7 separate regions of the Mus musculus genome follow, and regions 1, 3, 4, 5, 6 and 7 are each linked to region 2. Evidence: chromatin contacts called from public HiCAR-type, HiChIP or PLAC-seq and promoter capture Hi-C data. All regions are on one chromosome and are shown on one strand. The core of a region is the stretch at or near the end of the contact, and the rest is flanking DNA. Distances in the headings are between cores, read along the strand shown.

What was found. Promoter capture Hi-C pulls out the DNA fragments that hold promoters and counts their contacts. HiCAR-type assays count read pairs that join an accessible place to other places. HiChIP or PLAC-seq counts read pairs in DNA pulled down with a chosen protein or histone mark. Capture Hi-C pulls out chosen DNA fragments and counts their contacts.
Region 1: a contact with region 2 is called in a promoter capture Hi-C map of liver, with 4 times the contacts expected there. The contact joins the promoter of Eef1aknmt here to the promoter of Slc19a2 in region 2. A contact is called at or near these places in 1 of 39 promoter capture datasets (liver), 1 of 484 Hi-C or Micro-C datasets (uterus), 1 of 115 datasets of contacts at active chromatin or transcription factors (astrocytes) and 1 of 9 other capture datasets (liver).
Region 3: a promoter capture Hi-C map of liver shows a contact between it and region 2, with 3 times the contacts expected there. The contact joins the promoter of Prrc2c here to the promoter of Slc19a2 in region 2. A contact is called at or near these places in 5 of 39 promoter capture datasets (cranial neural crest, hippocampal neurons, liver and 1 more), 2 of 484 Hi-C or Micro-C datasets (B cells and cortical neurons), 3 of 115 datasets of contacts at active chromatin or transcription factors (astrocytes, pancreatic cancer cells and pro-B cells) and 2 of 9 other capture datasets (adipose tissue and liver).
Region 4: a HiCAR-type map of astrocytes shows a contact between it and region 2, with 3 times the contacts expected there. The contact joins the promoter of Fmo2 here to the promoter of Slc19a2 in region 2. A contact is called at or near these places in 3 of 39 promoter capture datasets (3T3-L1-derived adipocytes, hippocampal neurons and liver) and 1 of 115 datasets of contacts at active chromatin or transcription factors (astrocytes).
Region 5: a contact with region 2 is called in a promoter capture Hi-C map of liver, with 5 times the contacts expected there. The contact joins the promoter of Creg1 here to the promoter of Slc19a2 in region 2. A contact is called at or near these places in 3 of 39 promoter capture datasets (liver and pre-B cells).
Region 6: a contact with region 2 is called in an H3K27ac HiChIP or PLAC-seq map of thymic regulatory T cells, with 7 times the contacts expected there. The contact joins the promoter of Rcsd1 here to the promoter of Slc19a2 in region 2. A contact is called at or near these places in 2 of 39 promoter capture datasets (the C10 cell line and pre-B cells) and 2 of 115 datasets of contacts at active chromatin or transcription factors (large pre-B cells and thymic regulatory T cells).
Region 7: a HiCAR-type map of fibro-adipogenic progenitors shows a contact between it and region 2, with 17 times the contacts expected there. The contact joins the promoter of Mpzl1 here to the promoter of Slc19a2 in region 2. A contact is called at or near these places in 4 of 39 promoter capture datasets (cranial neural crest, frontonasal cranial neural crest, maxillary cranial neural crest and 1 more), 2 of 484 Hi-C or Micro-C datasets (muscle stem cells and uterus) and 3 of 115 datasets of contacts at active chromatin or transcription factors (astrocytes, fibro-adipogenic progenitors and pancreatic cancer cells).

Annotation. Positions count from the first base shown.
Region 1 is chr1:162,546,589-162,550,011 of GRCm38.p6, reverse strand. It overlaps Eef1aknmt (EEF1A lysine and N-terminal methyltransferase), which reads left to right and starts at 1,667. Exons shown (of 8, transcript NM_144877.1): 1 at 1,667-1,908. The coding sequence starts at 1,756.
Region 2 is chr1:164,247,678-164,251,404 of GRCm38.p6, reverse strand. Slc19a2 (solute carrier family 19 (thiamine transporter), member 2) reads right to left here and starts at 2,359. Exons shown (of 6, transcript NM_054087.3): 1 at 1,949-2,359. The coding sequence starts at 2,152.
Region 3 is chr1:162,738,512-162,741,939 of GRCm38.p6, reverse strand. It overlaps Prrc2c (proline-rich coiled-coil 2C), which reads left to right and starts at 1,384. Exons shown (of 35, transcript NM_001081290.1): 1 at 1,384-1,615.
Region 4 is chr1:162,896,782-162,900,155 of GRCm38.p6, reverse strand. Fmo2 (flavin containing monooxygenase 2) reads left to right here and starts at 1,398. Exons shown (of 9, transcript NM_018881.4): 1 at 1,398-1,484; 2 at 1,845-1,982. The coding sequence starts at 1,851.
Region 5 is chr1:165,761,618-165,765,104 of GRCm38.p6, reverse strand. Creg1 (cellular repressor of E1A-stimulated genes 1) reads right to left here and starts at 1,347. Exons shown (of 4, transcript NM_011804.3): 1 at 967-1,347. The coding sequence starts at 1,320.
Region 6 is chr1:165,705,871-165,709,746 of GRCm38.p6, reverse strand. Rcsd1 (RCSD domain containing 1) reads left to right here and starts at 1,653. Exons shown (of 7, transcript NM_178593.3): 1 at 1,653-1,856. The coding sequence starts at 1,851.
Region 7 is chr1:165,633,277-165,636,823 of GRCm38.p6, reverse strand. It overlaps Mpzl1 (myelin protein zero-like 1), which reads left to right and starts at 2,283. Exons shown (of 6, transcript NM_001083897.1): 1 at 2,283-2,521. The coding sequence starts at 2,431.

The sequences.
Region 1 (3,423 bases), core at 418-2,917, 1.7 Mb after region 2:
ACATGCAGGCAAAACACTAATATTTTATTGTTTATTATTATTAGTTGTAGTGGTAGGTTTTTTGTTTTTTTTTTTTGTTTGTTTGTTTGTTTTGTTTTTTGTTTTTTGACACATGGTTTTTCTGTGTAATAAGCCCTGGCTGTCCTGGACTCGCTTTGTAGACCAGACTGACCTCGAACTTAAGAGATCCACCTGCTTCTGTTTCCCAAGTGCTGGTATTAAAGGCATGGCACCACACCTGGCATAAATAAATAAGTCTTAAAAAAATACTGTGTGTTTTATTTAGAGAGAAAGGTCACGGAGTTGAGGAGGTGGGGAAGAGCTGAGACAAGTCGGGAAAGAAGAAACCACTACCAGATTATATCATATGAAACTTTTTAAAAATAAAAACAAGTCCAATAGACGATTCTGTAATGTTTGAAGATGACTTTAAAACTTATGTCTACTCTAACTGTTCCGTGTCTGTGCTAGCACTGTGTGTATAGGCTGTGAAAAAGAATCTCTGGAAAGGAGCTGTGTCCTCAAAGGCTCATTGATTTCAACGTCAATGATGTGAAGCCGTTGAAAGGTTGCATGCAGTTCCAGAGCCAAATTTTCCTAGAACATCTTCCGGTCCTTTAGTAGTTATTTAGTACTTGGCAACATCTTTTGTGACCCTTAGGTAAGACCTTTGGAAAGTATGAAGAGACCTCTAGGTTTTCTTGTGGTTGCAATCATCTTACAATATACTCACCAATGTATTTGTAAGTGTCCCGTTTTACTACTTTCTGTGTTGTTACTATAAAAGTTCATGCAATTGCTACCTCATGGGAACATGGTATTTGAGGAAGCTAAATCTGTGTTCCTGGGCTATGGCCAGTCATATCTGGGCTCCATCTCTTATTCCTTTAACGCGAGAGCTGTTTCTTTCATCGTCTCTTCAAAACAGCTCTTCACTAGGAACTTCCTTGGGATATTTTCATAAAACGATCATTTAAAAGGATGGTATTGTTCATCAGACACATAAACTATGTCTTTACAACTGTCATCAGAATGACAATTTAAGGACTCCAATGATAAAATGAGCATCTTCATAATGAATGGTTACTGTGTTTTGAGAGGCAGGGAAGGGAGGCACTTCGGTTAAGTCTCCTGATATTCACCGTTGTTACTGTATTAATAGCAGGGCTCTGTATTTTGGAGTAGAAAAAGCAGTCATTTTCCTCTGAATTGACCAAGAACGGTGGCAAAGTGATTCCGGGAAGAGGAGATGAGCTCACATTTTCCTGAGGAAGGGGTTTCTAGCTGAGACTCCTGCTCCTGCGCAGGTCAGCTCCCGTTGCCCCTCGCGCTCTCAGCTGGGGATAGAGCGCAGCTCACAGAGGCTGCGCGCGCAGCCCCGCCCGGTTCCACGAAGCAAGCCTCTTCTGCCCGGAGTCCCGCAGGAAGTCCCGCCCGCTCCGCCTGCCCAATCACGAGACCTCTTACCCGGATATGGTTTCTAGGTTCTGAGTGTAGCTGCGGGAGTGTGTGGCTGCTGCACGTGGGGCGCGGACCGAGGGTGAAGAAAAACAAGGGGGGCGGCAGCGGCGCGTGGCCAGCTCAGTGGTTCGTCCGCGCGTCTGCTGCACAGGGCCCGGTTCGGTTGGGTTTTGCGTGCAGAACAAATCTATGGTGCCTGTAGTGGCTAAGATTCCCGCCGCTGCTGCCTCCCGGTGCTTCCCGGGGTGATCTGTCACCAGGAGCAGTGTCGAAGACGCCGCTCACGGTGGGAACATGAATCTCCTACCTAAAAGCTCCAAGGAGTTTGGCTCTGCCGACTACTGGGAGAAGTTCTTCCAGCAGCGAGGGAAGACAGCTTTCGAGTGGTATGGGACCTATCTGGAGCTGTGCGAGGTGCTGCACAAATACATAAAGCCCAAGGAAAAGGTATGGCGTGCAGCCAGTCCCTTGTGGGGACTGAAGATAGCAATCCTAAGTTTAGGAGGCAGGAGGCAGGCAGGCGTGGGGACCCCACTCAGATCTATCATTTTAGGATTCTGCCCAGCATCTTGGCTAAGTGGCAACCTTAAAGATAGCCATTTAAAAGTAAAGATTTTCAGTTAAAACTTCATCCTTAACCCGTTTTGGAATAGTGGCTTCGTCAGTAGACTGAAAGGGTGTTGTGTCACTGTGCACACGTGTGGAATAGGTAGCGTCGTGGGACTTTATTGGTGTATATGTTTATTAAGTCACTGCCGAGTGCTCATCAAATTTCAGGCTTTGTGCCCAGCCCTCAAGCTACAGGAGCAGGAAGCCACAAACACAAGTTAAATTCCAAGTTAAATAGGTGTGGACGAGTTGGAGCTTCGGTAGGGAAGGAGACTTAAGGTCTGCTATGCTCGGGCCTTTTATCTCAACAAATTCAGGCGGGTAGTTGTGCACTTATTTTTTTCAAGTGACTGTTGGAGGCCATGCATGTAGTAGGTGGTCAAATAGAGATTTAAAAGCAGGTCTGTCTGGCTCCAGGGCATATCACTTCTCATGGAACTATGCTTTGCCCTCTAGAGACGGTGACAACAGAATTTTTGAAAGATGAATGGAGGAATGTGCCACAAAGAGAAACAACAATTCGTATTTTTAAGTTTGGCTTCAAGTAGTAAATAGCATGAGATAGACTCTGGGATGGGAGCAGGCTCCAAATCCTCACAAACTAGTTTGTTGTCTGAGGAAATAGGAAGTATGAGCAGTTAGAAACAGTTCTGTCACTCAGCCTATATTTTTAACGGTTTAAAAAAACAAAAACAAAAATGAGGATGCAACTGGTGTTTTGGATTTTGTAACTTCCTACAAACTTCAAGACAAAGATTTCCTTATTTTATTATGTAGATGTGTGTTTGCCTGCCTGAGTTTCTGTGCATCATGTGAGTACAGGAAGTTTGTGGAGGCCAGAAGAGGCTACCAAATTCTCTGGAAATGGAGTTATAGGCTGTGCTAAGAACTGAACTTGGGTCCTTTGCAAGAGCAATAGTTCTAACCTACTGAACCGTCCCTCAGGCTGCACACAAGTTTTGAATAGCGCACATCACACAGCCTGTTCTCACATGACCTTTATTGTGGCATAATACTGTTTGGATTAGTGATTTTCTCCCACGTGTGTCTAGCTTTTGACATTGTAAGAAGAGGTTGTCATCTACAAGGCCTGAGAACCATGCAATCAAGTAATAGAAAAAAAAATTATCAATGCCCCCCTCCCAAAAAAAAAAAAACCCACAATATTTTAAGAATATTTACAGTTTGGTTTTGCAGGCATGACTATGCTAGACCGTGGATTGTGCACACCTGCATTGCTAGTTTCAAGATGGTGTCTAGAGTTAACTTGAGTGCTTCTTTCTACTCAGAATAGTGTCTCTGCCCCTGGAGAATATGAAGTAGCCAAAGTCTACTAATCTCTAGTCTTTGAGG
Region 2 (3,727 bases), core at 1,110-3,609:
TTAGCTGTCCGTTGCTGAAAGCAAGTGCTCATTCGTGAAGGACAACAGTGGTTCTATTTCAGCTACTAGGTTTTCGTTTTGTTTTTAAATGTAGGATTCTCAACCTGGAAAGAAGGGCTACACTAGCATTTTAGCAAAGACTCCAAGATCCCACATCCCAGATCACTAGATTTCTCTTTAAATCCCCTTGCCTCGACTACTTGGCACTAAGACAAGCATCCTTGTGTTGTCGTACAATGAACAAGCATTTGCTGGGCCCAGCACGCTGCTATACTCTTATACCCCCTATATGTAAGGCCTGCTGAGAGGGCAGAGCATGCCATACTGCAGCACACAGCAGCTCTTGATCCAGGTCCCCTGACAAAACATATCAACTTTCAAATATCAACACCAAGAGCACATTTCTCCTCACATGCTTCTGTCAGGCAAGGACATACACTGTGCAGATCGCACAGCAGTTTGCATGCAAACTTGCTTACTCTGCTCACATGCTGAGTCATGTCTGCCTCAGGGTCTATACCTCAGGTTCAGTGGTTGTCCTGGGTCTCCAAGATCGCACTTTCTTATAACCACAGAGCAATTTTCTTCTTGGAAAAACCATTCTAAATCAGAAGGCTTTATCTTTCTACTGTTGGCTTTAACCAGCACCAAAATACACATGGATAATGAATAACTGTGACATGATCCATAAGACTAGGGAGCAGGGTGTAACATTACGGCAGAAGTCAGCTGTACTTGCTAAATGTCAGTGGATCCGGGATTCCACACTGACTCTCAATTCTTTCCCAGGTGACCTTGAATAAAGGCACAACAAACTGGACTCTGAGTAATTATATCCTGCCAGTCTGAAATGGGTCTGGTAGTGTCACCTCTTGCTCTGACCTGGCATGCCAAGTTATTGAGTTAGTTGCTCCTCAGAAGTGATGACTGACAGGAAATGACAGGGAGGCTTAAATGGGAGTCATATTCTACAGCCACCTGGGCAGGGAAGCAGCGCGGTAAGGAAGGAAACCGGGTATAGGAAGAAGGTGGCAATTATTCAGCATCCACTCATCTGACAGTAGGGAAAAGACATCGGACCTGAGCTTTCACTCTTTTGGATACTCAAGGAAAGGGTCCTGGAGCAGCAATCTCCATCTACAAGCTCCTCTGACAAAACCAAGTGCCGGGATAATGAGCTTTAATCACAGGAGTTAGGCACATTTCTGAAGTATACTATGCACTTCTGTGGTGCTGTGCGTACAAGTTTGTATCTTGAATAAATGTCTGCGCAGGAGTTCTTGGTCATGGCCCATGTGCATCACAGCCCTCAAAAACACCTGTACGGAGGATAAAACCTGTAGGTGAAGCAACACTTCACCATCCGAGAAAAGCTAAGTACCAATTATATGACACCGTCTGTTTTCATCCCAGAGACGGACTTCAGAGGGTGCAGTAAATCTTTGGACACAGTCTTACCTAATCAAGCACCCATATTCGGATGGCGTACTACTGTCCTGTATTGTCCTTCTGTAATAGCGCGTATCTATCTTGTCAGGGGTAAACAAAGTCAAGGAGGGGAAGGAAAGGGGGACCCTCTCACAAAAACAAAGCCAAATAACATCCATCCATATATACATACAAACACTCATATGTACATATTCTACTGAAAGTCGAGTTTACTGTTTTCTTTATCCACGCACTGTCCCCGGTCCCCAGCAGCTCCCACAGGACTTGTCCGGGCAGAACCGGGTTATCCACATACGGCCTGAAACACACATGCACGTGGGCTGCGGCCCATCTTGCTTAGTCTCGCACGGAACGTGCTAGAAACGCAAAGAGTAAGGCCACTTTTCCAAGCGAGCAGAAATCCGAACAGATATCTGCGTAGCCCGCTCCGGGACTCCGCCGCCAGACCCTCCACAAACATCTGACATGCTCGGCCTCCCCGCCTGCCGCTCCTGCCTACCTGTCTCTCGGTCAAGTTCTTGTCGGGTCCCAGAAGGTAGGGCGTGAGGAACGGCTCCGACGGCCGGAGGTTTGCGAAGAAGCCGTAGGCGCAGAGCAGCGCGGTCGGCAGGAACCAGCACTCGCGAGGGACGCGGGCAGTACGCAGAAGCATCCTGGCCGCCGCCGCCGCCGCTCGTCTGGACACCCTGGCTGGCACGTCCATCCTGGGCGCGAGGGGCTGGACGCCGACACGGCCCCCTCCTCCTTCTCGGCCAACGGGAGGGCGCCCGAGCCGCGAGCCCGCGCGGGCACCTGTAAGCGTGCGCGACGCCGCCTCGCGCCAGGGTCAAGGTGCTTGGAGTCCCCACCGCCCGCCGGCGGCCACAGCTCGCTAGCCGAACGCCCTTTCCCTAAGTCCGCCTCCGGGTCTGGCCCGCCACCCCGCCTGGCCCCGCCCCCACGCCCCGCCCCGACCGCAGAACGCCCTTTCCCTAGGTCCGCCTCCCGGTCTGGCCCGCCTCCGCCTGGCCACGCCCCACGCCACGCCCACCCACAGCAGACGATCACTAGCCACGCCCCCGGGAACCTCCTCCTCGCCAATGCCTCCCGGCCGGAGCCAACCTCCCTGCTTCCCTATTGGCCAGTGGCTCAAAAGACAGAAAGGCCGCTTGGGGCTGCGCGCCCGGGCTCTGACGTGAGGGGTTCTGGGACATCGGACTTTTAGGGGCCATGTCTGGACTCTGTGGCGAGGACCCTACACACCCTCCCTGGTCGGATCGGTCACCAGGCATTTTCCGATCACACGTCCGGAAGGCTCCCTAGAGCGGGATCCCCGGATGTGTGCTTCATCGCAGCGAGTCTGCTCAGTCTTATCTGCCAACCTACTGATGTTGGTCCTCTGCCCGGGACACATGATGACACAGGCTTGCAAACCTTTAACCTTGAGGCGGGAGAATGCAATCCCTGGGCTCCAAGAGCTTTTTGTTGTTGTTGCTGGGTTTGATTTAGTTTGCTTTTTTTTTTTTTAACATTGTCTTTAAATGTGGTAGAAAGACACAAGCTGGACCTGAGAACTGAGATTTGGGGCCTTTTACTATAGACAGAAAGAAAACGAGGATGACCGAGTTAATCAGCAAGAGGCTTTTGCTTTATTTCGTCACTTTTTGTTGGCAGGATACAAAGAACAATTAACTAATATATCCTATGGAAAGGAAATCGCCCTAAAAACCTAGGCCCTAAAATGGGCTCAAGGTTTCAGGAAGTGTGCCGCTCACGAAATACCCACAGGGTTCAAAAGTAAAAGCAGCTAACCCCCACCCTACACTGGGAGGTTTCTGTCTTCTCGGTCCATCCAGACAGGCTAATCACCCCGTCTTTCTCCAAGGGAGCCTGCACTCCCCCTTTCCTACTCTTGGCTACAAAATCTGGCTCAGACCATGCGCTGCTGGCTCTCCAGCACCTCTGGTCACAGCGACTCCCAGTCTTGAGATTCACCTCTCAGACTGCTGTTGTTAGTGAGGGCGATCTGAATTTTCATTCTTTCATTTCTGCCTGGGTCACTGCGTCTCCAAGGAGAAGGACCAACTAGACACCTGAGGGCTGGCAGGCAGGACTGAAAGGGCTCACTGTGCGAACCTCCTGGGTTCCCATTGAGCGATCCTTCACTAAAACACTTCACTAAAACAGAAAAACGAGGCAATAAGAGGGCAGGTTGTTGTCAGAAGTTTTTCAAGGGCAAACCGTGGCAGGAATCCCCAGCGCTTTCTTTCATCGCCCTCTGCATGACTTTTTGCTGGAC
Region 3 (3,428 bases), core at 135-2,634, 1.5 Mb after region 2:
TCCTGCATTGCTCAAGAAAGATACTTCAAGTCCAGGATACAGAAGACTGGTTCTAATGGATTGTGGGAAAATAACCAAGGTGTTTTCTTGGTGAAAAGACAGGCCTCTCTCTGTCCTGTTCTATCAATCAGCAAATTATGTCTCATTTTGGAAGGTCTCTGAAGGGGCTAAGGGTTATAGTTCAGTTGGATTAGCACTTGCCTAACATGTTGAAGGCAAGCCCCAGATTCGAGCCCCAGAAATGCAAAGCAAACAAAATCTAAAACAAATGATCACAAATGTCAATTGGGGAAGAAGTTACTTGTGGTTACTGCGCTATTATTTTATGGTTGTTCTAACGTTGTGGTATCACCCCATGAATACATGCCAGTTGCAAGCGGAGGAGTTTACTCAGACCAGGACAAGAATCTTTGGATTTATTATACACTATAGATATCTCATAAAGTAGAGAAATATCACATACTCGTGGATTACCTTCTTTCCGTTGGGGAAAGGAAGACCAAACCTAGAGACTTGCATATATGTGACAAGATACTACGCGGCACTGAGGTACATGCTCAGCCCCCAGGTAGAATATTATCATTTTCCTTCCTCACTTCGGGTACTGCCTTGTCTCTACTATACACTTACCTAGTAAACATCTGCATGAATGACTCTTTTTTTTTTTTTTTTTTTTTTTTTGGCTTTCGAGACAGGGTTTCTCTGTATAGCCATGGCTGTCCTGGAACTCACTTTGTAGACCAGGCTGGCCTTGAACTCAGAAATCCACCTGCCTCTGCCTCCCAAGTGCTGGGATTAAAGGCGTACACCACCACGGCCCGGCCTGCATGAGTGACTCTTAACTGTTAGTTTTCTCTGTTAGGTAGTTGTTCCAAGAGGTAAACATTGCCAGAGGAGTCAGAAATAAACAGTGCCTTATTTTACACCAAAATTACAAATGCCGAAGGTGGCCTCAGCAAAGCACGCCAGTCGCTTTTGTCCCTAACACTTGGATTATTTTTTTCACTCCGAGGTAACTTCGGTCTTCTCAAATTGCCACCACACCATGGCCCCTCACTTTGCCCCCCCCCCCCCCCTAAGAACATTCGGTCAAAGCGCAGGTTGTAAACGTTTATGTTCCTCCATCAGTTGTTGTCAATGCACGGAGACAAACCAAGTCGTGATTCCTCACGGAGGGCTCAAGGTTTTTGGAATCTTCCCAGGTGGAAAAGCTTTGTCTCCGAAATGGCTCTGCTTGACGAACTCCCTCCTTCCAGTAGGAGGTAGCGTTGCCCTCCGCCGCAGTCGAGAAGCGGCGGAGGCTGTCACGTGACCCCGCAGCCTCAACCCCTCCACCCCCCCCGGGGCGGTCTTGCGGAGATTTGCCTTACGTACGCAACGTCATGACGTAGCACGTAGGGGCTGGCTAGCCGCCATCTTGCTTCTTTTTCTCGCTCGCTCTCACCCTCTCAGGAGGTAGCGAAAGTGCTTTGGCGGTTTGTACGGCGGTGGCTCGGGCTTTCGGGACCGAGCGGCCCTGCGGACGGTCTCTCGAGGCAATCTCCCCTCCCCTGACCCTGATCCGTCCGGGGCGAGCCCCTTGGAAGCGCGCAGACTTGGTTCTCAACCCTGGCGGGTAAGGAGAGCGAGGGCGTCCGGACCGTGAAGAGGCCCGATGGAGGAGGGAGGGAAGGCACGGGCGCTGGAGCCAGGCCTGGGGGCCCGCGGCGTCTCTCCCTGGGCTCCCGGCGTCGTGCTGTCCGCGGAGATCCGGAGCAGGGCTCGTCGCCCATGTGCGCGGCGTGTGCTGCGGCGGGGCGGCCCTGCGATGGCCGAGGGAGCCTCCGCCCGCGCGGGGCCTGCGCGCGCCGTTTTTCCACGGCGTGGAGGACGGTGCCCGTGGCGGCTCCGAGCGCTCTTAGTGCCTGCGGATGCTCCTGTGGTGATGGCTGGCGTTTGCAGCCAGCGGTGTGTAGTCCAGGGCGGTCGTAGAGGCTCTACCAGGACCCAGGACCAACGAACCCCACTTCCGCTGGGGACAAGCTGAACAACTTCTTGGAGGATTTGAGTAGTCTTTTCCTCCCTCTAGGCCGCTCCAGCCCGGCATTTGTGGGAATACGGCTCGGCTGCTGCCTGATTTTCAGAGAGAGCGTTTAGTATTACTGGTTGCTAGAGTAGAGACCCTAGTTAAGACCGAAGAAAAATAGCATGGGAGCCAGTGAGGACTCTTGCTTGATTTTGCATATAAGGACCGCTCTGATCTCTTTAAAGGGGATGTATATTTGTTTGAAGTGTGTTCAAGATCTTTGGGGTGGGGGGATCCAACTTGCCTAGTAATTCCTGACTCTTAAAACTACCCGGATTTCCGCATTGGCTGGTCTTCAACCTCGGTTCATAAATTCATACCCCAGCAGGATACTTAGAATTGTACAGTAGGCGGCCCTCCTGTTAGGGTTTCTCTTTGGGAATGCACCAGAAGAATCGGAAGATGCTTGCTTCATCGAGTGCTCAGGAGTCAATTCCCGCTAATAGACGTTACAGAGAGGGTGGTATGAAGCGGCCACCACGTCTGACCTCTAGCATTTTTTAAAAGTAGATTTAAGCTTCCATGTTGGTCATTAAGATGCTGCTTTGGCTGGAGCCATTTTTAGGTGTGTGTCACAGATGCACTGCAGCATCTTTTCTGGCTGGCTCCAAATGCATTGATTCTCCAAAAATTAGAAATAGATTGAGTTTGCATATAGAAAAGAAGTTTTTATATGATTTTTCTGGGATGAATTTGTCATAATAAGCTTTTGGGTTTTTTTGGGGGGGGTGTCTGTAGGTGTGTGTGAAGAACATAGAATGCTGGCTGATCTCTCATTACTTAACCTCTAACTGTATGCTCTCAAGACCTTTATATACATTATCCTTTTTGATCCTAGTCTTTGAGGAAGGAGCTCTTATACTTGGTTTACAGATGAGGACAAGATATTTGAGAGATCGAAGTAATTTGATCAAGGTCACAAATTTGTAGTGGTGCTGTAGTCAAAGCCATACTTTCTAAACCCAGAGGGGATGCTCTGAACTATCAAAGTGTTCATTTGGTCTTGTACATTTATAATTGTTGCTAAAATAAGGCACATTTTTAACTGGTACTTTTTCTTTAGCTTGCTTGGGTGTTTGAACATTGTTACATGTGAAGGTTAAAATGCTGCCAGATGTAAACGTAGTGTCTGTTTGGTGTCATAGGAAGACTAGGGGAAGACAGAAATGGGCTTGAGGCCAGCCTAGGCTGCGTAGTGAGAGCTTGTGAATGTTCAGTTTTGTTTTGTTTTTGAGAAGTGATTGTGAGCCCATCCCTTCATTATAAACTAAAGATGATATCAGTACCTCTCAGGCTTGCTGTAGAATTTAAGACTGAGTAATGCTCTTGTTACTGTGGTTAGTGCATAGTAAGTAAAAGGACA
Region 4 (3,374 bases), core at 149-2,648, 1.4 Mb after region 2:
CCCAGGGACTAAACCACCAGCCAAAGAGTACACATAGAGTGACCCATGGCTACTGCCCCATATGTAGCAGAGGATTGCCTTGTTGGACATCAATGCGAGGAGAGGCCCCTGGTCCTGAGAAGCCTCGATGCCCCAGTGTAAGGGAATGCCAGGATAGAGAAGCGGGAGTGGGTGGGTTGGTAAGCAGTAAGAGAGGGGATGGGATAGGGGATTTCCGGGAGTGGGGGACCAGGGAAGGGGATAACATTTGAAATGTAAGAAAATATCTAATAAAAATTTTAAAAAGAGGTTTTTTATGTATTTTTTAAAATTAGGTATTTTCTTCATTTACATTTCAAGTCCCCCATACCCTCCCTCCCCCACTCCCTTACCCACCCACTCCCACTTCTTGGCCCTGGCGTTCCCCTGTACAGAGGCATATAAAGTTTGCACGACCAATGGGCCTCTCTTTCCAATGATGGCCAACTAGGCCATCTTCTGATACATATGCAGCTAGAGACACGAGCTCCGGGGGGGTACTGGTTAGTTCATATTGTTGTTCCACCTATAGGGTTGCAGATCCTAGCTCCTTGGGTGCTTTCTCTAGCTCCTCCATTGGGGGCCCTGTGATCCATCCAATAGCTGACTGTGAGCATCCACTTCTGTGTTTGCTAGGCCCCGGCATAATCTCACAAGAGATAGCTATCTCAGGGTCCTTTCAGCAAAATCTTGCTAGTGTATGCAATGGCGTCAGCGTTTGGAGGCTGATTATGGGGTGGATCCCTGGATATGGCAGTCTCTAGGTGGTCCATCCTTTCTTCTCAGCTCCAAACTTTGGCTCTGTAACTCCTTCCATGGGTGTTTTGTTCCCAAGAGGTTTTAATGTGTCAGTGAGGTAGCTTAGTGGGTAAAGACCCTTTCAGTCAGCCTGGTTTGAGTTGATCCCAGGGACCCACGGTAAAAGGAGAAAATCCATTCCTCCATATTGTCCTCTGACCTCCAAATGTGCACTGTAGCAATGCCCTCTGAAATAAATAAAACTGTAATCAAATGTAGAAAGAAAACCCTCATGTTTTCTGGCCTCCACCTCCATGCAGAAGTGGGTGCATGGACATATATACACATATATAATAGATGGAATAAGTTGCCAAATGTCAATGGTGTTTGTTGTAGGTATCTCTGAATGGTGATGGTAGGGGTGGATTTAATTTCTTTTTATTTATCTACTCTTTTCAATTTGCTAATGCACATTTTCTACACTGATGATAAACGTAATTATTTAGACCATCCGAATGCTATGTGTTCAGTGTTCCCGACCTTAAGAAGTGCATCTCTTGCTTAATTTCAATACTGATGAAGTCCTTAGAGGTTTAGCTGGCTGAGCGAACAAGCTCCTCCCACTTCTCACAGCCTCCTCCATCTCTTAAATACTCCCATCTCTCCGCACACAACCCTCAGGGGGAACTCTTCTGCCAAGAGGACAGTGCTAAGAAGCACAAATAAAGGTAAGGATGAGGGCTGGGGACAAAAGCTGAGGAGGAAGTTCTCGGGACGCCAGAGAACACAACCAGCTTTGGCTCACAACCCTGGGACTGCTTTGTTGAATAACTTGGCTTGCTCAACGGGATTCCTTTTTAATATTAAGCCAGGACTTTGTAAACACGTTTACAATGAAGGTCATATGACCAGACAAGTTTCTCTGAAGGGGAGGAAGGGTGAAGATTTGGTTAGTGAGGCATTTTATTCAATTAGTGCTGCGTATTAAACTACCACCCATCCTGTGGTAAGTCAGTTACCTGACCACAGGGCAGGATCCTCTTACCTTTGTCCTTGCTAAGCAGTAATGACTGATCAACTATTGACAGGAGACAATGGCAAAGAAGGTTGTGGTGATTGGAGCAGGGGTCAGTGGCCTAATCTCTCTGAAGTGCTGCGTGGACGAGGGTCTGGAGCCCACCTGCTTCGAAAGGACTGAAGATATAGGGGGACTGTGGAGATTCAAAGTAAGTGAGACCTTTCTTACCTCAGAATAGGTCACGCTGAGATCGCCAAGAAGGCTGTTGGGCCTTATTGAAAGATATCTTAAGCAGCTCTGATCCAATTTTATTTTTATTTACTTATGCAGCTAACCAGGAAATGAACTCAGGCTGGCATCTCTCCCAGGTCAATGCTGTGCCAACCTGTGTGATCAATCCAGGGATGTAGGGAACCTTCTCTTTAAAATCCAGCTAAAGCAAAACAGCCCGTGTTTTTATCATTGTCCGACAAGCCAGCTAGGTAATATGCTAATATTAGGGAGCACTTTATAAAATAGAAGTAAACAGAATTATATTTATGTCATCACCTTTAATCATTGAGCAAAGTGCTTCTTCAGAGAATGGACCCCTATCACTACTGACTTTATTTTTCTCTGAAAATTAAGCCATGTTTGCCTACTGAGCTTTTCTGGTTATCTGGTTTTCTAGTAAAACCGCTGTGAACCTCTTTATTGTGTATTTTCTATTAAACAAAGTCATTCTATTTACTAGCTGTCATTCAAATTTTTATTAACAGATTCACAGACAACTATAAAGACTTACGGTCTGTGACTGAAACTATTTACGTTCCCACCTCACAGTGGGAGCACATGCCTAGAGCCCCACCACAAAGGAGAGTGAAGCAGGAGGACTAGAAACGTGAAGTCAGCTTGGGCTACATAACAAAACTCTGTCTCAAAAAGAAAAGACATTTTCACACACACACACACATATGAACATTATATATATATATATATATATATATATATATATATATATATAGAGAGAGAGAGAGAGAGAGAGAGAGAGCTTGACAAATGGTACACAAGTACCAAATGAAAATGTATTGATCCGACTGTGTAAACACAGAGTTCATGGTGGAGAAATTGACCTTTATATTATATGAATAGCTTCATAGAAAGAAATCACATTAATAATAATCATTGATTGCTGAGATCACAACTTTTCCCAAGAAAGTCACATAATATGTGGTCATTTCTGTCTTAATTGATACCATTTTATCTTCTGCACTGTCAGCTCATACACATAATTTTCTTTTGCTTCTAAATAGGTTTAAATGTAACAAATTTAGCTTTTATTTATTGTTATTGCATATGTGTGCATATATGTATGCATGTGTGTACATGCATGATTGTGCATATGTATGTGCATGTGTATGTATGTCTTCGTGCATGTGCGTGTGTGTGTGTGTGTGTGTGTGTGTGTGAGAAAGAGAGAGAGAGAGAGAAGGAGAGAGAGAGAGAGAGGTGGAGGTGAGCTTGGATAGTCCAGTGCCACAGCATGCATGTAAAAATCAGAGGACAACTTTCTAGAATTGGTTCTTTTTCCTTTCCACCTTTACATGGGGTGTAAGGATTG
Region 5 (3,487 bases), core at 98-2,597, 1.5 Mb before region 2:
CCTCGCGCCTACATGGCAAGTATTTTACCAACTGGGCTATTTCCCTAGCCCCTAGGATTGCAGTTTTAAAAGGCAGTAGCTAATTTAAATTTGTTTAGAACAATACAGAACTCTGTGGAGGCTGAAGAAAACGGGTCTCTTCTATTCTAGCACATGGGTCCCAGTCCTGTGGCCTGTGCTTTGAAGACAAGTGGGTCTGAGGTGAACTAGGGTTGGCCCCCTGGCTTTGCGCAAATTACTTAACCTCATGTCTTCATCTGTAAACCCGGAATAGCCATGCCTGTTTCTAAGAGTTACTACAAGAGACAATGAATGAAAACAGGTGGAACCGAAAAGCCCTAGGCACATACCATGGCAAGGGCTTGGTTAAAGCGTCGGCGTCTCTTGGCTCACTGTTTACCACGACACCAAGCTTTCTCAGTTTTGCCACAGACCCTCCACCGAGTCAGGCTTCATTTCTGGGCTCCTGTGTGGCCTTTCCCTCCCAGGCTGTTTCCACCTGAGCTGTAAGCAGAGCCAGGTCCGCAGTCAACTATAATGCTGTGTAGTAGTTTCCCACTGCTGATAGGTAAAGGTAGGGAAGAGAATCTCCGAAGTCACATAAGCCAAACGCTAAACTATCCAACAATCTGTATGCCTTTAGATCACAAGAGTGCAGTTTATGCAGAGACAGCGCCTAAAGAGGACGCCTGACTATCTGAAGGGTGTGAAGTGCTCCAGGTACTGGCAAAGAATTTACCCCAAGCGCTTAGACCAGTAACAGGGTAAGTAGGAACTTCCTGGTAGTTCCCCAACATCTGGGATGCTACAACCTCCGCCTAGCCAGCGCAGGCCAGAAGAGACAGTCATGTGAGCTGGGTTCAAAAGTCTTATCTCTAAGACCCACGCTCTCCCCAGCGAGCTAAACTGGAGACGCTGGTTTCCTGCTCTGCCGGGTCTGGGAAACCGCGCCGCGCTCCCGCTCACCTGCAGGTCGCTCACGGCTTGCTGCAGTGGACTCAGGTACATGTAGGGCTCGCCCGTGCCTTCTCCCGGAGGACCGTCACTGATTGAGATGATGTCCGCGAAGGGCCAGCCGCGCACCTCCTTTATTGTGGAGATAGTGGCCAGCGAGCCCCAGTCTGAGACGTGAGTCACGAAGCGGGCCACGCGCGGCCCGTCTTCGCGGGGTGGCAGCGGAGGCAATCGCCTGTCCACGTCCCAGTCCCCGTGGTCCCGGCCTCCGCGACCCGAGGCCGGCGACACCAGTAGTGCCACCAGCGCGGGCGCCAGAAGGGCAGCAAGCAGGGAACGCGCGAGCTCAGGAGCACGGGCAGCCATGACGCTGACTGCGGAGTCCCTGCCCACCGACCAAACTCTGCCGGGGTAACTATTGCCTGCCCGTTGTTCCGCCCCTCCGAGAAAGCCAATCAGAGATGAGCAGGCAAGAGGGGGCGTGGCTCCAGTGCAACCCAGTTTCCAGAAGCATATGGTCTGTTCACCGTGTCCTGTGATCTGCTCTGTGAAGAGTGCGAATTTGCCCTAAAGAGATATTTGTTTTGCTTGTTTGATTTACAGACAGATAAATGAGGTCTAGAAGAAATTAAGCAACTTCCTAAGTCACAGTGCTAGAAAAAAGCTGCCTGCATGCACGCACACACCTCCTTTTTAATGTCTTTGAGTATGCTTGCCTGGCATCTAAGAGAACGTGAGTTTTCTGTGTGCTCTTTTCTGTTTACTGACTGTTAGCAAGCAAGCCTATATGTAGTACAGTACAGAAATACCGACATGCAGGAACTTAAAAATTCCTGGCCCAGAAGAGTCTTCAGATAAAGCCACTTTGTTAGTTTTCGGTATCCCACTCAAGACTTTGACCTTGTCCATTTGAGACCTGTCAAGTCATCTAGCTCGGTTAAATTCGTGGTTTCATGCATTTATTCTGGCAGATCCTCCAAGCCCGTGGAGGATTTTCATTCTGCTACCCTAGGGAGTTAGAAAATGTATGCAAACGTGTTTGCGTCGTTTTAAAACTGTGGCCACTGTTAGAATCTTTTAAGCCCCACCCATCCTATAGTCTGAATCAGGCCACACCTCTCTGCAGCTCTCTCTCTTCCTAACAGAGTTATGAAGCAGTCCGTGCTTAGCCGCTACTCTTTTTTCTTTCTTAAAAAAATATTAGGTATTTTCTTCATTTACATTTCAAATGCTATCCCGAAAGTCCCCTGTACCCCCCCCTCCCCTACCCACCCACTCCTACTTCTTGGCCCTGGTGTTCCCCTGTACTGGGGCATATAAAGTTTGCAAGACCAAGGGGCCTTTCTTCCCAATGATGGCCGACTAGGCTATCTTCTGCTACATATGCAGCTAGAGACACGATCTCTGGGGGTACTGGTTAGTTCATGTTGTTGTTCCACCTATAGGGTTGCAGACCCCTTCAGCTCCTTGGCAGCTCCTCTTAGTCTGTGGCACCCAGCTCCCTGTCATGTAGGCCAGGATGAACTAAATCATGGGATGTGAAACTTCCTGACACCTCTAAAATGATATAAAAATCAGGCTTAGCCTCTATTCTAGGGACTGGTGTGAGACTCCTAAAGGAGATTTCTGGAAAGATATTCTGAGGTCTGCCTCTAGCTAGCCCCCCACCCCAATCTGGCCCACTACTCTGTCTTTCTCCTGATCTCTGTCTGTCTCTCTGTCTCTCTCTCTGTCTCTGCCTCTCTCTCTCTCTCTCTCTCTCTCTCTCTCTCTCTCTCCCATTCACGTGTGTTGAGGTTTGGTCTTTTGCTATGTATTGTAATGCTAGGTTCTATATGAGAAAGTCTAGCCCTATTAGTGACTTCTCATGCTTACAAGCTTTTGTTGTACAGACCTTGTTCCTTGATTTACATCTATTGGTTAAATAAAATTGGCTGCAGCCAGTCATTGGAAGGATTAGAGGTAGGTGAGACGGGGAAAGAGGAAGAATGAAAGAGGAGGAGGAGGAGGAAGAAGAAGAGGAGAAAGAAGATGAGGAGGAAGAGGAAGAGCAGGAGGAGGAGTAGAGAAAGAGGAAGAAGAGGAGGAGGAGGTACCATGAGCACATGGTCAGGAGAAACAGCAAGTGTCTGGGGTACACCAATAGAGAGGAAGCCAGGCCTGTAGTTAGAAGAGTAGATTAGGGGTCACCCCCAGTATTCATCAAAGCCAAATAAAATAGCCATAGCCTGAGTCTCATTTATTTGTAAGCTAGTCAGAGATAAGCTTAAACTGTTTGTACTACACACATTCTTTTTTGTTGTTGTTGTTGTTTTTTATGATTTATTTTATGTATGAGTGCTCTATCTGCATGTACATCTGTGTGCCAGAAGAGGGCATCAGATCCCATTACAGACGGTTGTGGGCTACCATGTGGTTGGTGAGAATAGAACTCAGGACCTGTGGAAGAGCAGGCAGCCAGCACTCTTACCTGCTGAGCCATCTCTCCAGCCCTTACTCACACCCTAAGTGAAGTTCCTCTCCAGGCTTTAAG
Region 6 (3,876 bases), core at 404-2,903, 1.5 Mb before region 2:
ATGCTGCTGTCTTTGAGTGGAAAGGAACACCTAGCTCTAAGAAAAAGGGGGAAGTCAGCCTGACCTGAAGGCACACTCCTGTCATCAGGGAGCCAAGGCAAGGGGATCAGAACTTCAAGATCAGCAGGACATTCCTTTCTTGCTTCCATCATCTCTTTTCTAGAATCTGCTTGCAGCTGTGTAGATAGAATCAGGGGACTCTTTCGTTGGAATCCAGAATCCCTGACTCTTAAATAAAAGGATTATGGGGCTCTTGTCCATCTGAACTATGTAATGAAGCTACATGCTTTTAAAATAGCTGCTCTTTCCAAGCATCTACCACCCTGAGAAGATGCAGAAAATGAAGATCAGATAAGAGGCTTTTCTAAAGGAACTCATCTAGAAAGCATCGGACTAGAATCTCACCCTCTGCCTGCTTCTGAAGCAGAGGTCTTGCCCCTATATGCTGCTGAGTTCAATGAACAGAGGCTGCCCTGACTTCATGGTTTACAAGGTAAGATTTAGAAGGCCTGTGACGTCAAGATCTATAGACCAACTGTGATGAGAAGCAGTCGGGGCAGCCTTTGCAATGTGGGTGAGTTCTCTGCTGGTTTGTGGTAGTGGTTTCTCTTGGGCTCTTTGCACAGGGGCAGCACCAATGCCCTGTGCTATGGTCCACCAATGTGTTGGCTCTCTCTCTCCCTTGCATAGCAGGTCTGGGTTTGGAGTACAAAGTTGAAGGATGCTGTAAGAAGACACACAGGCATCCTTATCAGCCAATTCCCTGAAGAAATGGGACCCTGAAGAGACACCCAGAGCTATAACCCAGTAGCAGCAGACAATGGCCTCGGCACAGATTCAAGTCCCTACATCCCTCCCACGCAGCCTTAAACCGACATTCCCTGGGGAGAGTTACTAAGCGGGGGCCTTATGTGAATTGGATGTTTAGGACCGTGCCCTTTGCTATATTTAATAGGAATGGGAAAAAGGTCCTTTAGCAAGCAGCATGTCGAAGCAGATATTCCCACAACCCCCTAAGCTGCATGCATCAGAGCAGAGGAGAAGAGTAGCCTGCTGCATGCGGCAGGAAACTTGGGGAAACTTTGCTTGGATTCCTCTCCTTCTTCATACACAGATAGATAATAGATGGACAGACTGATAATTGTTTCCTGCAAATGGAATCCAGGAAAAGAGGTATCAAAGCTAAGGCTACTGAACACAGGAAGGCCAGGTATTAGGTTAAGTAATACAGGAGAGGATGGGGGGAGGGGGAGGGAGAAGGAGGAGGAACGGAGGCTGGGAAAATTGGTATGAAAAGAAGGAAATGGCAAAGAGAAAAAGGATGAAAAGGCAATTCTAATTTGAGGCACAAGGAAAGTAAAGAAGGCAGGCTAAAAGAGGGAGAGTTGAGGTGGTCTGAAAAAAGTGCAAAGCCCAGGGTCCTGAGAAACTTCCGCGAGAAAGGGGGCGCGGCGCTGCCCAGCCCATGTTTGGGCAGATTAATGGAGTCGTGGCGGCTCGGGCTCTTGAGTCCTGCCTTGGGAGGGACAGTATCTGTTTAGATTTGTGTCTAAATTTAAACCCCGATCCGGCCTCCCTCTCTGCTCCCCTCCACTCCCCTCCCCTCCTCCTGCGTCCCTCGGTCCCTCCCTCCCTCCTCCTCCTCCTTCCTCGTTCTCTGGCGCAGGGCCCCCAGCTGGGGCAGTCCCGCAGCCGAGTGCAGCCAGGCGCGCGCCGCCGCCCACTCGCCCTGTGCCCGCTACAGCCCCGAAAGTGACCCGGGCTGGGAGCCGAGGGGACAGCGGGGATCGTGGGCTCTTAACCCGAGAGAGCGGGCGTATCCGCAGCCGGAGGAAGACTACCTGGAGGACATGGAGGTAAAAGACCGGCGGGGACACGGGCCTGGGGGAGAGGGAGGTCAGAGCGCTCCTGCCCAGGTCGCCGTTCCTGCTCTCAGCAGGGAGCACGCAGCCGAAAGGTCGCGTAGGCCAAGTTGAGAAAGGCTGGTCCTTGCTCCTCGGAGACCCCTGTGGGCAGGCGTGGGCTTGTCAGGAAAGGACTTCAGGCGAAGGAGGGGCCTTTGTAGGGGTTCAGGTATTCTGACTGTGCACATACGTGCTTTGGGGGGGGGGTTTAGAAAATAAAACTTAGGTACAACTAAAGTCATAAACGGATAAAGGTGTGAACCAAGAACCCCAAAACAAAACTCCAGCAACCCTGACTCAGGCATTGAGAAACAGAGTTGGCAGTTGAAGCCGGGACTCTGCCCGCATGGCTTCCCGTTTTGATTGCAGTGTGGCTTTTCCGACCAGTTGTTCTCTTACTTCTGATGCCCCTTGTTTCTGTCACATCTTCTTTCAAAACTTTCTGAAAAGCTCCCTTGCCGCCGATCAGATAAACTTATTTCTGAGATATTAGAGGCTCTCCAAGATGCCCTGCCTCCTGAGGTTGTGTGCACCTTGGGGTGTGGTAGCCGTATCTGAGAGGTTTGCAGGGGCGAGTCCCAGACTTTCTCTGCGCTTCTCCAACCTCAGTGGAGAATACTGGCCACTACTTTCCATCCAGCTAGTTCATCTAGCTTCCTCCTCCAGGTCTATAGATTTCCAAAGAAATGTTTCCCTTCAAACCCAGACCAGCTGCAGGTGAACTCAGAGGCACAGCATTGGCAAAGCCCCAGGTTCAACTCCCAGGGTCACACACTCAAAGAAAGAAAAAGAAACTGTGACCTTTTATTGTATTCTAATCAATCTCAGTAGGACCTGGGATTTTCAAAGAGGAAAAAAGGAGATGAAAACCCACAGGCCTAAAGGTGATTCCTCCTCCCACTCAAAAGGAAAGAGCTCCTCCTTAGCCCAAGGTCTGCGGAGATCCCGGGCACAGAAGTTCAATCCCTTCCAGGCTTGAGTCCGCTCATCTCTTCTGAGCTTCACTGTCTGCTCTAAAAGAACAATAGCAAGGCTGCATATTTAGCTCAACCAGTTGTCCTAAAGTAGCAAGGTTGCATTTTGCATTCTGGGCACTTGGGAGTGCTGAGTACCTGGGGGGCTGGGGTCTGAGATGGACTCTCTGTAGCGACTTGTGCAAGTCAGGAAGCAGTTGATTAGGGTAGCTAGACCACAAAGCGTTCCAGATGGATCCCTACAGATGGTCAAGACCTTGCAAACTCAAAGCAATAGGATTCTCTGTGCTGACTACTGCTACAGGACAGAGGAGAGAAACAGAGGGGGGACCTGGGAGAGGTTCATAAAGAAACTGCTGTACTTACGAGCCCCCTCCTCGAGGAGGGCTCAGGGTACCTCTGGTGACAAGCCAGAAGCCAACAGAGCTGTAATGGACACAGGATGGAAGCCCAGCTGGACTTAAGCAAGGTGTTGCTTGAAGGCCCCCAATGCAAGCTCTAACTTTAATCTAGGGAAACACAGAAGGGGCTCCCTTCCCAGGCCCACTTCTTCCTCCCTCAGCTGAGGAAGAAACAGAGGGAGTCCAAGGCCCTGAAAGTATCAGCCCAGCAACTTCCTGTGTGGCTTGGTAGGCGGGAGGCACGAAAAGAGAAGGCCCTCCTGTCTACAAGCTGATATACACAGTAGCGGAAAAGGGTTGGATGGAGAGAGCCAAATTCCTATGTGCCAAAGGCTGGACCAGCACAGGGAAATTGCCTAGTCAACCAGAAGGCCAGACAGATCCGCTTACACCCATTCACCCTGAGGTGTGCCATGGCCTTGAGGGCCCACGGTGACTGTTTTTGAAGTTCCTTTCCAGAACCAGTCACAAAAGCCCAAACAAACAAGCGAAACACCACAACAGGTAGCAGCTGAGCTGTTGTTAAAGGAAGTAAAGAGGAAACAGAAGACAGAGGAGGCTACGAGATTCTCAGCTAGGAAGTGAAAGTCAGTGACA
Region 7 (3,547 bases), core at 1,034-3,533, 1.4 Mb before region 2:
AATAGAATTGCTCGAGATGTTAGCATTTTTTCATTTTCTAAACCATCCTTAAAGAAAGTCCTGCCTGGGGTCACATAGACCGGAACACCAACCGAGCCAATAGGATTCATGTTTTTACTAAACCCGGTAGCTTTTGAAATTGATCAGGGTATACTTGATTTGTTCTGTGGCCCGGTCATACGGGGCCTTACTTTTTCTTGCTTCTGGTCTTCAGGTTTGCCTCAAGTCTGCCTCTGAGTGTGTTAGCCCCATCTTTGATGTACTTGCTTTTGGCCTTTGGTCTCCCGTGTGGATGACGCTCCCTTGCCAATGCACCTTTAACCTCTGACCCTCACCTGTCATTATTGTGCTTTTTGCACCTTTGACCTCTGTCCTTCAGAAGCCCGTTCATCAGTAAGTCACCAGTGCTAGCCTCTATCCTACTGACCGTCTAGATCTCTGAGACCTGGAGGCACAGCCTGACCAAAATCCCCCGGATCATGGAGATGTTAGACAACCGGTCCTGGTAGATGACTGAGATGTCATCTGCTGTGGACTGAGGCGCTCACCTGGAGGAAGGAGCTGGCTGAAAAGGCCGTAGAAACTGATCCTAAAGGCAAGGTTGACAGTCTAGGAATTAGAACTCTTTTTCTTGATTCTATTTCCTACATCGATCTTTTTCTGAACCACTTCTCAATGCTGCCTTCCTTCTGTGATACCTATGTTATGAGCCTGAGCATGCTCCTCCGTGCCTCCTCCCCACCCCCACCCCTGAGACAGGGTCTCACTAAGTAATCCTGTCAGACCTAGAATCACTATGTAGAACAAACTCTCAAAGGCCCCCTGTTTCTGTCTCCTGAGGGTGGGATTAAAGACATGAGGTGCTCTCCTCAGTACAGATCTGACTTCGTGGCCACTCCCCTTCTGTTGCCCACAGGATAACCTAAGGATGGCCACAAAAAAAAAAAAAAAGTTTTAAGAGTCTCACAGGGTAGTCTACACTGTGTGGCACAGGCTGCCTTAGAACTCCTGATGCAGCCTAGGCTGGCTGGCCTCAAACTTGAGACAGTCCTTCTTTCTCAGACTCCTCCACAGCTTGCCCTTTCTACTTTCCTGCTAAACTCTTGGTTATTAAAACTCCAATGTGTGCTCCTTGAAAGTAAAGTGCCACCGATGGGCAGGACCTGCTAACCGGAAGGCAAAATAGCTGCGATATGCATTCTTGGTTTTCTCCAATTGCCTAGTAATTAGGAACTTGCTCTACTGCAAGGTTAAGGGGCTAGGCCACTGGAAACATCGGAAGGACACTGTTAAGACTGGCTTTTGACAAAATCCTGAAAGGAGAGGCCGCGTTTTGGTCTACTGGACTACGCTCCGCCTATTATAGTCTTGTTCCTAAAACTTGTTTTCCTCCTCCAAACTCTCACTTGGATTTTCCCGTTCTTCGTTCACTCTAATCTGTTTTGTGTCTGGTCCCTCCTTTTTCCCCCTTTGAAGACCATTCTCAGAATCCTCCCTCTCTTTAGGGTTTGCTGGGTAACTAGTAGCAGCCGGCACTTTTCAGAATTGAAGTAAGGCACCGCCTCCGTCCTAACTTTTCATCTATAGGCCGAGGGACGTTGATATGCTAAACAAACAGTAAGTGCAGTCACTGGTTATCTAGGTGGCGGGAAAGAGTTCCAATTCCTATTCCTTTCCTGTCCTCTGAAAAGCCAAAAAAGGGCCTGCTCAGAGGTTAGGGCAAGATGGAGACTTCTCATGTTGCAACGCAAATGATCCAGTTCAGGCAAAGACAGATACTCGGCAAAGGTCAAAGAGATGGTGGGTCTTTTTCTATCTCGACCACTGAATGGAAGTCTTTCCTCACCTCTCTCTTCACTTCACTCCTCCCCTCCCCCACCCGGTCCCTAAATTAATTGCTTTTCTTTAGGTGAGTGAGGCCAGGAGTAACCAAGCAGATCCTAGTCGGAAATGATATCCGGACTTGGAAGAGACCGCGGGGAGGGACATTAAGAGAACTGTGGGACTGGCCCCTCAGAGAGGAGGGCAGCCTCTGGCGGCGGTGGGCCGGAGGGCAGCCCCACGACCAGCCACGCAGGCAGGCTCAAAGTAATGCGGCTGCAGAGGCACAGTACGCGGGCATGCTGCACAGATCACACCAAGGGCGGGGCCCGGAGGGCGGGGCCTTGCCCGAGGGGGCTGACAGGGAGTCGAGTTGTCCAATGGCTTCTTTCCCAGGTTGCCAGGAGGACCAATGAGCGAGCAGTGGGGCGGGCACAGGGGCTGGAGCTGGGCAGAAGGCTGGCGGTTGGCCACTGGGGCCGGGAGCGGGGAGCGGTGGCGTGGAGGTGTCCTCGCGCTCGCAGCCGCGATCCGGACAGAGCTGTGTGGTCTAAGGCAAGCCAGCCGACCGCAGCGGGAAGCCGGGCGGAACGGAGCGGCGGGAGCAGGATGGCAGAGGCCGTCGGAGCCGTGGCACTGATTGCGGCCCCGGCCCGCCGGCGCTGGCTGTGGTCGGTGCTAGCCGCGATGCTCGGGCTGTGTGAGTGATGCCGAGCCGGGGTCGGGCGGGGGCTCCGCGGCCGTGCGCGCGCTCGGGGCGCCTCGGAGGGGAGGGGGCGCGGCCTGCGAGCTCTGGGGCCTGGGCACGCCGCCCGGGGAGCGCGGCCGGGAGCCGAGGAACCTCTTTCTTTGGATCCCTTTGCGTAGAGGGCGAGGGGGGTGGGGCGGGGAGGGGTGAGGGAGCTCCCTACCTTGCAGCTCCCTGGGGACAGTCCCAGGAGCCCACTCACGCCCAGTCCCCTGCGGTCGCCTCCTGGCGATTCTGAGTTGCCCAGGACCTCCCGGGAGTCCGACTCTGGAATTGATGTTCTCCACCTTTGGGAGATGGCGGAAGATTGCAGGATTTTTCACCTGTGGGCCTTTGTTGGTTTATTTCCTTGTTTAAACCAGTGTTTTTCCTTTACCTGGTAAGATCTATTTCGAATGCGCTCAGATCAATTCTTAAGGCTCTATGATTGAAAACTCAGACTCTCATTTATTTCATCTCTGGGGTCTGTAAATCACAGAGGCGAAATTTACGTTACTTCTAGCCTAGAATGCAAAGGCTTGAAAGAATTCGGTCGAATTCGTATTAATGGTAAACATGGGCAAGATAGTTTGACAAGACGAACATTTACAAAGCATGCTTTTACTTTGATTTTAAAAGCCCCCCTCTCAGGCCCTTACCAAATAAACCAGGCTTAAGTTTTTGATAAAGGCTCCGGCTCGGTTTATATGACGTCTTGGACGAGTTGTTTTATGGGGCGTCTGAAGTAGTGTCTGCCCCAGGACTTTTTTTGTGTGTTGTTCAAAGTAAAGTACTTGTTTCTGTCTCAGAATTCAGCTAAGTAGTGGTTACCGAGAGGTCGAACTCCTAAGAAAACACGGAGGGGGTTCCTCCCACTCATTCTTTTGTTGTGTAAAATGTAATTTGTTCAAAATCCATTACTCAGTACTTTCTTTCGTGCAAAAGTTCTTAATGTAGTAGTCTCTCGAACCAGGAGTATAGGTGAGATTCTGTTGGATT